Regions from separate parts of the Mus musculus genome. Here region 1 is linked to region 2. The links are chromatin contacts, called in public promoter capture Hi-C maps. All regions are on one chromosome and are shown on one strand. Each heading gives the region's core, a stretch centred on a gene start, on an enhancer-like site or on the middle of the called end of the contact. The rest is flanking DNA. Distances are from core to core; before and after follow the strand shown.

Region 1 (6,206 bases), core at 1,136-3,635, 280 kb after region 2:
AGCTAGAATATAGTTTCTTCCTATTTTTCTCTTTTTAGCTCATGAAATCCTTGGCAATAGACAGTTGCTCATTTAGTAAAAAAAGGAGTATATAAATTTAATAACTTTTCCTTCCCCCCATATAGATGCTAAACTAATAGAAATGACTTCAAGAGAATTACCTTAAACTTTTTGTAGGAATTTGTTTGTTGTTATTGGTGATACTGTAAAATTGTATAGTTTTAGATTAGGAACAATGTCCAATAATCATATAGGCTGACTTTATGTAAAGAGAACTGGGGTGACCGAGTAATATTCCAATCTATATTCAAAAATCCTTGTGAACTTGCATGTATGGTCTTGAAATCAGCCTTTGCTACCAAAAAAGACCCACCATTCTGGTAAGCAGAGAACTCCACAGAATTCATCTTGACATCATATAAAAGCTGAATATGCACAAATAGTGAATACGTCCCTTCAAACAAGTATTTAAAGTCTGGAAATGTTTATATTATATGAAATGAGGAATGCTTGGAGTCTTTTGACCATACAACTTTGCAAGATTAAACAGACACGTAAATTGTCTGATCTTTGATTGTCAGATTTCATGTCCAAAAACCAACCAGACACACATTTCCTCTATTGTTTGTGCACATAACTATCTCTGTAGTGCACTGAGTTAAGCACAATACAATTGGGTGATGGAGAGGAGTCCCACAAGGACTCTTTTTGTCTCACTGACAACCAGAAAGACCACAGAGGGATCATTTCATCACTAGCACTTGCTGTGCTGGTAGAATGTGAAGGGGTGGGTTCCGTTCCATTGCTGTTATTTGTCTTATTTCATCTTCAAACTTGAAGCTTTTGATTCTGTGAAGCGCTGTTTTAAACAGGTCTAGGTAAATCTAAAACAGTTTGGGATTAAGCAAAATATGATCACAATAACCTAGAAACTCTCCAAGTCACCATTGCACGGTGATTAGTGGTGCATAGATGTGCAGATACCAGAGTATGGTGGATGCTGACCTGCTAAAGGAGAAAGCAGATGGACAGTTGGACTCCCTATTGCCAGAAGAACTTCACGTCCCTTCTTACAGGGATAGAGAAAAGGAGGGAAGGAGAAGTATCCCATCTTATCTGCTTGAGATCTGTTTCTCAGGAAATCTTCCTTCGTCTTGCAATGCATTTCATCAGGATCCTATGTCTTTCAACTATATTGCATGCAACAAAACTAAATAAACTGGGGGGGGGAGCCCTAAACTAAAGCTAAAACAAACAAACAAACAAAAAACCCAAATTTGAAAATCAAATTGTTAGGGTCTCCCATAGCTCGTGGTCCCACTCTACCAGGCACTTGATCTGCTAGGGAAAGAAAACCAGTGAAAGGAGGGAGAAGGTGGTGGAGAGGGGAAATGGAGTTAGAAGTCAAGAACCGTGCAGAGCAGGGGCTGGCACACAGTGATCCCTTGCTCACCCTTGGCCAGTGCAGGTGCGCACCTGTAAGGCACTGCATCTTCGCAGCAGCCTGAGCAACTGCGGGTTAAAGATCAAGGCTTTTAATGCTTGCCTTCTCCCTTTCCGATGCTGTACTAAGAACACCTTTCCCCGATGTGATCGCCGACTTGGAGGACTTCCAGCTCCTGCCCAGAAAGCACCAATGAAATGGGAAACTGTGCAGTTGGTAATACTTATCACAAGAGGGAAAAAAAAAAAATCAGGCAAGTAAATTGCTGAGCCCTTGCAAATGTGCCTGGCTATTTCCAAAAGATCAAACTTTCTTAAAGATGCAGCTTTGAGTGGCAAGAGCTCTGGAGCCAACCAGGCCCCGGGTCCAGCGTGGTACAGCAGTGTCACTGCTCTAAGAACCTTCGTAGGCTGCTTGGGTCCCTCCAAGTGAGGGGCTTTCTGCAGGGCGCTCCTGCTCCCATCATCCTCTTCAGAACCAGAAACCTGCCTGTATTCAGCAGAACCCTTCTTCAGAAAGTCCAGACTCTAGATGACACTCAATGTTGAGGCAATCAAGCAGCTCCTTTTAAATAGCCCAAGATCTACATTTAGACAAAAACAGATCCCAGTTCCCGGTAAAGGCGTTTCTGCTCATCCTGTCACTTGTGACAGGAACGGAGGGAAACAGACTGCGGGAGAGGGAGACAGGAGAGGCAGAGGAAGGACAAGAGAGGGGGAGACCAGACGCGGGTGGAGACGTGAGGGAGGGGCGGAGACTGAAGACTGGGCCTGGAGGGGACAGGGGAGGGGATGAGAGAGCGAGAGGCGGAGGGGCCTGACGAATATCCGCGCCCCAGAGCGGCGCTCCGTGGTTCTAATTAAAGCGGCGCTCGGAACCCGGGGGACCCGCCTGACGTCGGCGGCCGCGGGAATAAGAAGCGCCCGAGGACAGCGGGACTCGGAGCAGCAGGGTGAGCGCTGTCCCCGTAGGAGCTGCGCGTCCTGTGTCCCTGCGCTGGACAAGTGGGGCTGGAGCTCATCAAGTAGTGTCGGGACTGGGGGACCGAGGAGCGCGGCAGACGCGGGACCTCTGGTGATCAGGTGCCCGAGGACGACGCGGGATCCACGGCGTGGGCGCAGGTGCCCGAGGGCAGTGCGGGGCCCACCGCTGGCAGGTGCCCGGACCTCTCAAGTCCAGGGCTGCCCATCTGCTCCGCGGCTCCGGACCTCGGCAGCCCCCGGGGCGTCACCTGTGGCCTCGCATCTCAAAGAGGTGTCCAAAGACCCCGCGCGCCGTCCCCGCTGTGAAAGAAAGTTGTGCGGCGGGCTCAGGCTGCGCCTGGACTCCGCGTGCGGGAAACTTGGGCGCCGGCTGCTGGGGCGGCGGGTCCCAAGACCCGCGACACAGGCCACCAGGGCCATGCGCGTGTCCGGGCGCCCGATGCTCCTTGCGCTGCTGCTACTGCTGAGCACGGTGGGGGACCGGGGACGAGCGCAGTCCAGGGGGCCTGCAGACCGGCAAACGCTGCTGAGGTTGCTAGTTGAGCTGGTCCAGGAGCTGAAGAAATTCCACATAGGAGACTCCAAGAGGTTGCAGCTCCTTGGCGAGTCCGACTTTGCCCTGGGCCGCAGAGAGGCCACGGATTATGGGGCAGACCAAGAGGAGCAGAGAGTGGGTGAGTGTTCCTCGGTGTAGAACTGGTGGAGGGCTTAGAGTGGGTGAGAATCCAGCAGTGTAGACCATAATATGAAAGAGAGTAAGGGGCGGGGGGTTCTGGCAGCGTAGATTTTGAAAGGCAGAAAGTCTCAAGAGGTGAGTATCTGGCAGCGTAGACTGTGGGGTCAGAGTGTAGAAGAGGGAGCCGTAGCAGTGTGTATCTGAGGAACAGAGTGGAGGAGTGTCCCGCAGCAGTGTAGACCACAAAGTACAGAAAGTTAATAAAATTGAGCTGTGGCAAGAATGGACCAGTGGAAAGTGGATGAGGATCCGGGCAGTGTAGACTATGAGGAACAGAAAGTGAGTATCCCAACAGTGTAGATCTGAGGGGGAGAGAGTTGGTAATTGGTGGGTGTCCAACAGTGCCAACCTACAAGGTAGAGAGTGAATGAGGGCCAAGGCTTTGGACCACGAGGACTGGAAGGGGTGGGGTCCTGAACACGTAAACAGAATTGATGAGACTGAGTCTTGACATATGGACCTGAGAAACCAAGGATGTTTGATTGCCCAGCAATATGACCTGAAGAGTGAGTGGGGTCCTGTCACTGTGGGCCCCAAAAGAGTTCTAGCCACACTGTGTACTGAGGAGCAAAAGTGGGTCTTGACAATATGGATGGAAGGGCTAACTTCCGTGTCTGAAAGACATATTAATATTTTTAAGAACTGCTTCTCAGAAACACAGGTTTAAAGATAAATCAACTTTAAATTTTAACAGGGTTTGTGTGTGTGTGTGTGTGTGTGTGTGTGTGTGTGTGTGTGAGAGAGAGAGAGAGAGAGAGAGAGAGAGAGAGAGAGAGAGAGAGAGAGTTCATTTTGTTTTGTTTTTTGCTTGTTTCTCAAGAAAAAAACTGGCAGGAACAAGAAACTGTGTGTGAGCCTCTCAGATAGCAATCCTAATCCACTTCCAAGATGTGCTAGTGCACAGTTCAGGACACTCTGCTCTTTGCAGGGGAGGCTTCCCAGTCCACCATTTCCAGCAGAGGCAGAAATGGCCAGCGCTTCCCTGATGGAGCCCTTCCCGGAGTGGCCCGTGGGAATTTCTCAGGGAAGCATACAAGCTTTTAATGCTTTCATGACACAATTAGGTCAAATATGATAGGGTCACTTTTGTGTAAACTGACTCAAATAAGGAGTGCACGAAGAAAGGCCTTGGGGAGTAGTCTCCATGTCCCTCGTGGAAGACTCGATGCCAGTGTCTCTCTTCAGCTATTGGGAAAGCGGAGAACAATATTTCTGGTAAAATGAAATGTGACATTACACAATCACAGAGAATCTACTTGCCTCATGTGGGTCAGAGACATAGAAATGATTGAAGAGGCTGAGAAATGAAGCAAAAACAATATCTAAACTCAGAAAAAGAAATCAGGGAACCAATGCTGGAGACCAGGTGCCCACTAAAAGCATGACTATGAAATGATGTGTGAAAACCTTTCTTTAGGTCCCCTCCTTTGCCTTATAAACCAAGGCGATGTATATTCCCATCTGTTCCCACCAGCCTATCAGAAAGCCCTAAAGAAATTTGATCCTTAAAACATTACCTACAATGTATATTGTTCAGTGACACATTTGGGGAGTTGAAGGTTCAGTTTTATTTCTTGAACTTTTAAATGCTGTTGAATTTGATTCCAAAGTTCTTCCGATTAAAGCGTTTACAAGTGATTGATCCACTGGAACATAACCAAAAAGAGAAAATTGTTTTTGTCATCCTGCAACTTTATGGCCTCCGAGAGAGAATAGACTGGTAATATTTGGAGCTTTAAGAGTAGTTAACGCTGCTTGAGAAGAAAAATCATGTCCCGACCTAAGTGTCCACACTGTATTTTGTGTAACTACCAAGTGTTCTCCTGTTTTATCCAGTGCATTGTAGTATGGATAATGCAATTCTCAGAATTTCCTCCACACTCACTTTATGACCACACTTCATAGGTTCTCTGTTCAAGTAATACGATTTCTCACCCCTCGTAGAGATTGTTCCTCGAGATCTAAGGATGAAGGACAAGTTTCTGAAACATCTCACAGGTGTGTGTCCCCTTCAGTCCTCTGCCCTCCCTGCTCCTTTGTGCCCTGAGTCTTTGTGACTTTCTTCCTCTGTGTTCCAGGTCCTCTTTATTTCAGTCCGAAGTGCAGCAAGCACTTTCACAGACTTTACCACAACACGAGAGACTGCACCATCCCCGCATGTAAGTGAGCACCCAGTAGACAAAACTCCACTCTTTCCTCAACGCAGTGGGTCTGCTCTGTGTCAGGCGTGGGGGCCTGAGTGTCTCCACCTGACTGGGTTGGGACAGGATGCCCAGACATTGGAGCAGATGGCTTAAACTGTCCAGCAACCAGTGCCACTGATGATAACCCATTGGATGTAATCAGCTCTTGCAGTGGGTTGACCCCTTCCATTCACATCCTCATTTGTTTATGAACTCTGGCACAAAGTCCATATTCTATTCAGCTGAACATCACACAAGTCAGGTGTGAGTTGCTTGGGTGTCTGCTGGTGGTCAGAGTGTTGAAGTAACCAGCCTGGTTGGCCTGAGGTTCTTTGATCAAACTATTCTGACCATCTCCATGGCTCTGACTAGTGTGGTTTTCATCCCATCAATAATAAAGCCCTCAGCACCCAAGGATTTTATTTGCTATTCCAAAGCTTTTCTTTTGGCTGTAATTCTTCAGCCCAGTGACATGGGGCTCATACATTGGCCCCGTTTCTCATATGTCTTTCTTTCCTTTAAAATTTCTTTTCATTTTCAACAAGCTTCATCTATTTATCTACTGTAATATAGTTCACTCCCCCGAAATGGTTCCTTACACTCTTCATAAAGCCATTCTTTTAAATGGGATGATGATCTTTGCTTGATTTAAAACTGAAAGAAGAAAAGCCATGCAGACACACCAGGATCTCGCTGGCAGAGGTGACAGAGGACCGAACCCAGTCAGCAGACTGAAGTGGCCTTTTTGCTTGCCACAAATATACCGGTTACATGAAGTAGTAATTTTCTTTTTTCTGTTTAGGCAGCAGAGCTTTTCTGAATAATGATGTCTGTCATTTACAGACTGCTTCAGTGTGACA
Region 2 (5,876 bases), core at 983-3,482:
TAGGAAAGAATCCACAGGAAGACTTCATGTCAAAAATAAAATATCTCCACATGGATCTACAGTCAGGGCAGCCAAGGGAAAAGAGGCCCTTTGAGGAAGATGCACGATTGGATTGATACCAAACTACAAACAGAGGCCCCAAGGTACTGAGCTGAGCTTCCAGCAGTATCAACAGGCAGCCTCCCCACCAGATGCCAAACTGTAAACCCCCCTCCCAATTTCACAGAGCAGTAAGAGAAAGATGGAGAAAGCTGACTGCCTACACTTAAATTACAATTCTTTTTCAAAGCATTACTCAAGAGCATTTGAAAAGATAAAAGCCTGGCAATACATAATTGGCAAAAGGAGTCCTAGCCAAAGTATATGAAGAATTTTCCCCCAAGAATCCACAAAAAAAGTGAAAGTGGACATAGGGGAAAATCGAATTTCCTGGAAAGACTAACCAGGTGGTGATTAGAGTACCAGACAGTCTTCGGGTTTCCCAGGGGCCATCTTCTGATCTGCTAAACATTGTCAAGTCTAAAAATGTGAAACATTGGCAAAGATGTGGCGTAAAGGGGATAGGTGCAGTGCACTTAGCAGACACCCTGACCAGGCCTGTGGCAAGGAACATGTCAGACCTGGGAGGGAGGGCTGTGAACCCCTAGGGTACAGACCTTATCTCCAAGAACCTTACTGGTCTCATCTCAAACCAAAGGCATTAACTGGGGGTATGGCGGGGAGGGGGGGACGGAGGGTGGATGGGACTCAGTTTTGTAGAGCAATCTACCCAGCTATAGGCTTCACCACTTTAGTGCCTCAAAGCCACACCAGAGAAAGAAAGTTACAGCAGACCCTGCTTAGGAGCTACCATTCGTCAGGAACCCAAACAGATCAGGCTCCCTCCATACACTGTTGATGCATGCTGCTGGGGCAAACAGCTTCTCCTGTCAAGGGGAGACGTGTTTGAAGTGCACCTAATCTGCCTTCATCCTATTTTATGATATCTGTGGTCGGGAAGTAAGATGTCGATAAAATTATTCTAAATCACAAAGCTTAAATAAATATAGCGCTGGTGTGACTAACATTGGTGGGTGAACATTTTCTGTCACATTCAAGGGGTAATCTTATTAAATTTGGAAAAGACAAAATGAAAACCAAAGCCAGCAGCAAGCAGGAAATGAGCACAGCTGGCCAATTCACTCGGCAGCATCCTCTGCAGCCAGCAAAGCCAGCAGAGAGAGTCAGGATTTGCCAGAACTTGAGCTGCAGGGACTCAGGGCTGGGGGCTCTGGGAGCTCCCTGGTCTCTAGGGGAATTCAGGGTACCCTCACAAAGGAGGCTTCATCCTGTACCGTAGAAAGGCACGGGTTTTCGACTGATTGGCTTCCACCCCTTTCATGTCCACGGTACGTGGTTGAGTATCTTTCCCCACGTGGGCTTGTCTCATGTCAAGCTTCAGCTGTTCCTTTAGCCCAACATCTGCTCTACCTCCGTGTCTTGGACAAAGGAAATGTCCCTCCTTCATTTTGCTCCATGAGAACATTTATCTTCCGGGGATATCTTGCACGGTTTCGCCTTCCCTTCCCTCACCCTATCTGGAGCCTCTCTGACTCTCTAATATCTACTTCTGTCCTGTTCTTTTGGGGTTCTCATCACATGCTTCTTCTTGGGTACATGGGCCTCATGTGGTGATGCTGTGGTCCCCTTGTCCTATGTAAGGCCATAAAGCCAGATCTGAGTATTCTCTGATGTCACTACATGGCTCAGAACAGGGACACACAACTGACCCTGGGACTCCAGCATAAAATTTCAGTCTGCACCCCAGTGACTCCACTTTTCTTCCATATCTTTAATCCCCCTTCCTTCCATTGACCAAATATCCTGCAAGTCACAGCCATCTGTCTTTATACACCTGGTCAGCAAAGGCACGTGACTGTGGGTGTTGTATTTTCTTCCACATAATCTGATATATGAAATGGTGTAATTTCTGTGTGATGTGTACTTGTTTGTTTAGTAAAACATAGGATACGAAGTCACAAAGCTACGTTTAAAGAAGAAATATTTTGGGGCCCCTGAACGGAACCTATGGCAATAAGAGCTGGGATCCAGGGAGTCTGTTTCCTTGGCTTCTGCCTTCACCTCAGCCTGAGGCGCAGGGTTCATTGCATTGGCTACATTTAGTTCTGAGTACCCTGCTGTCTGCAGGGGCACCAGTGTAGTTATGGGAGATGTATCAGACTCTGCCCAACAGTGGACCTCCTGTGGAGACAGGGACTAGAACAGGACACAGAGCTGGGTGTCTCACTGTGCTAAATGGGGGCAAGTGGCCAGGCTGGTTCGTAAAGTCTGAGGGGGACCAGAACGCACAATGCAGGAACCCATTCTGGCCTCAAAGGCAAAATCCAGCCTTAGGGATTGGGTCCACTGCCCCCTCCAGCCCCGTGGTGAAATCGAGCCGATACTGGACTTGGTTACTTCAGACTTACCTCTCTAGCCACCAACTTCCTCTCGCTGTAGTCTCCCCTGCATGTCCTCACTGGAAAGCAAAACAGAGCCTGGGTTCAATGTCGAGTCCTCTTAGAAACAGATGTGTATTGAGTGGCCCGAGCATGCCAGCATGTGGCATTAATTTAGACTGCATTCACTCTGTAATTGACCCCTACTTTATCGACAATCAGGCTGACAATACCCACCCCCCACCTTCCGAGTTGCTAAAATATTTTAGAATCCATTCCAGAAAATCACTTTCCCAGATTTCTGAGTAGCAACTGTTATTGATTTCATTGCATTCACCCAAGTAAACAGAATATTTTGAATACTTAATACGTTTCCCATTATTTAGCATCACACAAACCAGATAATGGAGGCTTGTAGTGAGCGAGATTCGTTATAAGCCGCACTGGCAAATCCTTCTGGGCCCATCCCGAAGCCAGTTCCTGGAGACACAGATGCACAGGGCTCAGGTCTGGGAACCCTTTCCTTCATAGCTCAGAGCCATGTCTACACTGTAGTCTATACAGCTGCCCTGCAGGGCCCTGGCCTGCCAAGTGTCACTAATGAAACCCTGGGGAAAGAATTGGCTGAATTGACCCCTTTGAGCCTCCTTTCATACACAGAGTTCTGTGCTTTCTCCTGTCTGGCATCTGAGGTAGAGATGAAAGACCTCCCTGAGCTGCAACGAGGACCCAGGACACATGAAAATTCAGGATACAGTGTAGGGAACCAGCAGAGACCTTGCTGTCTCATTGTGAGCATGCGTGTCCCAGGGAGGAGCGAGTTTTCAGTGCAACAGGGCAGGTGGCAGGCACACCCGGGAGGATGGAGGGCTAAGAGAAGGAGCCCTGGATGTGTCCTTCTCGGGATAAGTCCTTTCTAGGAACAGGCAACCTTCTGTGTTTGATGACACAGTTAGTAGGAGTTTTGCTGAGGTTGCATATTTTAACACATTTATCCTGCTGTGCTGCTGTCTGCTCCTGCCTTGCATCTTTTCTCAAAACATCAAACTCGGAGAGATCCAGATGACCCAGATGGTTTCCTAACACTGACCAGGGCCACCCTGGTCACCACCCTCCACAGCATTCGGTCACCACCCTGGTCACCACCCTGGTCACACCACCCTCCACAGCATTCGGTCCCCTTAGAGTGCCTTTGGCAACAGTCTTAGATATCACACAAGGATGAATGGTCCCCTTTACCAGTGGCATGGGATAAACAGAAGATTTAGTTTTCTCCTTAAACATACCTTGCAGCTCATTTCAGCTCCCCCAGCCTTCTCCCTGTCCCAGCCTGACAGAGCACTGTATGGACCACTTGTCTGAAGACATACCCAGCCTTTGCCCAGAGGGCAAGTTGTTAAATCTACATCCTGATGCAGACACCCTCAGTCAGCACATGGGTGACCCCCCCCCCGGGGGTGGGGGGAGGGTTCAGGCTGGTGGTGTTCCCACAAGGCTCTGTGGAGTCGTGTAAGAAGAATATTGACATGCACTTCCCTTTTGAATATTGCTCAAAATACTTTACATGTTTTGCTCGTTTATCTCTTGGAAGAATCACCTTATTTAAATCTACCAGTCTAACATTATTTGATAAATAATAGTCCATGTTGTCATAGCTTTGACCACTTCTTCACTCTATTATTAGAATGTTTTTATAAAGGCATCAGATCAAACAAGAATCAAAACCTAAATGTTGATTTTTAATATTTGTACATAATTTTCCTACGTGTCTGACCTCCCCAGGTAGTAGGAACTGTGTCCAAGCAACATCCATCAAGAAAAAAAAAATCTTTGATTTCCTCTGTACAGACCCAGTGACAGGAAAGGTGAAGTTCACAGGTGAGACCGCAGAGCCAGATCTTCTCAGAGCACAACAAAGTCCATAGCCTTCCCGAAAGCCTGTACGAAAGCCGAGAAAGTGGCTTTACTCTCCCAGGACAAATGAGCCTGGCTGGCCCCAAGCCCAATTTTCTGGAATCTGGAATGACAGTGGTATTGATTGCCCAACAATCCTGTGGTTTTTGAGAGCCCTGGATTGAAACTAAAGGTGTGTGCTTCCCCCAAGGTCTTCAGGTATGTTGCACTTAATTCATTAAGGGTACTGGGATCTAGCAAGAGGTTGCAGGAAATGGGAATGGCCACCGTCAGCAGGCTTGGATGTGCAGCCGTTGGCTTATTGCTGGGGTTGCAACTGTTGAGAGAAGACCCTCTATTTGACACGGGTTCTGCTACTTTTTCTCTTTTCCAAATTAAGGTCAGAGAAGAATGACAAAATCAGAGTTATGCAGTTGTATGAATAATCGTCCAAGTGTTTTATTCCATGTGCTCACATAGGTCATGCAGAGAGAAATCTTCTATACACTTAATTTGAGTTGAGTTTTGTATTTATGAGGGGTCAATTGAATGGTGATATGGAGCGCTTAGAGTTTCAAGTCTGACTTTCTGCGTATAGGAGAGCTGAGCCTATGGAGGCCATTCTTGGGGAAGAAAGAAAGCACTAAGGGATTCTGGCTTAGATTACCCCGCCCCCACCCTCACCCAACAGGCTGCAGTGTAAATCTGTTCTGTGAATAGAAATGTCTTAATGTTTTGAGAAATTCAGCATAAAATGCAGACACTATTGTGATAGGAAGTCCTTCAAACCATCACCAAAGCTCACATTATCTTATGAATATGCAACACATTGATGGTTACACTATTTAGTCTTAGAAAGCCGCTTTACTTCCTGAGAAAAGCGTTTCGTTTTCCTATTTGCAAAGTTGACAACGTTGTGCAACGCACTTCCCTTCTTTGAAGAACCGTGTGACAGGGTGACTCACAAGCAGAAAGTGTCTACCAACTCCCAAAATTTTGAACAGCTCAGTCCAAACAGCTCATCCTAGAGGCAGTGGCAGGCATATCTACCCCAGGAGTCCTCCGTTTCCAGGCTCCCCACCCCTACCCCGGTAGAGATTCTCTACCCTAGCTGCAGGTGAGGAGCAAGAAGAGGGGAAGATGCTGGAAGTTCCAGGCCACAGGTCTGAAAAACATACTGCTATTTGTGTTTTCTCTCCAACCAAAGTCAGTCAGTGGCACAGTACTCAAAAAGAATAAATAGATCAGGAGAAAATGGCAGTAAATTCTATCAAAATACAGCACTAAAAACCTTAGTTCAAACATTATCTATCTGTATATAATAGATATCTAAATATCTATATAGATATCATGCATATGTTATATATGCAAACAGTTGAAGCCTGAGTAAATTGCTTTTTCCCCCTTTTGGTAGAGTCATATTTGTACAGAGTATTATGTTTTAAAAGATACAGTTGTAATTATCTTTAGTCACTGGGGACTTGGCATTCTGTAGTTTCTGTTTGTTTTGAAGTCTGGCAGGTGCACAGATTTAACACATACTTT

What was found. Promoter capture Hi-C pulls out the DNA fragments that hold promoters and counts their contacts.
Region 1: a promoter capture Hi-C map of second pharyngeal arch cranial neural crest shows a contact between it and region 2, with 9 times the contacts expected there. The contact joins the promoter of Alkal2 here to the enhancer-like site in region 2. A contact is called at or near these places in 28 of 39 promoter capture datasets (the 3T3-L1 cell line, 3T3-L1-derived adipocytes, the C10 cell line and 16 more), 11 of 15 datasets of contacts at CTCF or cohesin (CD8 T cells, the G1E-ER4 cell line, the NIH/3T3 cell line and 5 more), 282 of 484 Hi-C or Micro-C datasets (the 3T3-L1 cell line, 3T3-L1-derived adipocytes, the 63-12 cell line and 134 more), 55 of 115 datasets of contacts at active chromatin or transcription factors (CD4 single positive thymocytes, the NIH/3T3 cell line, PVALB interneurons and 37 more) and 5 of 9 other capture datasets (adipose tissue, embryonic stem cells, embryonic tail and 2 more).

The regions. Positions count from the first base shown.
Region 1 is chr12:30,881,939-30,888,144 of GRCm38.p6, forward strand. Alkal2 (ALK and LTK ligand 2) reads left to right here and starts at 2,386. Exons shown (of 5, transcript NM_001159743.2): 1 at 2,386-3,101; 2 at 5,108-5,161; 3 at 5,242-5,322. The coding sequence starts at 2,846.
Region 2 is chr12:30,601,674-30,607,549 of GRCm38.p6, forward strand. No RefSeq gene overlaps it. Among named protein-coding and RNA genes, the nearest start is that of Tmem18, 20 kb to the left of the region's middle. Within about 2 kb of position 2,233, at least 13 of the 459 cell types and tissues checked have an H3K27ac peak or open chromatin away from gene starts, as enhancers often do. A contact at or near this core is called in PVALB interneurons, SST interneurons, craniofacial prominence and 3 more, where this site is marked.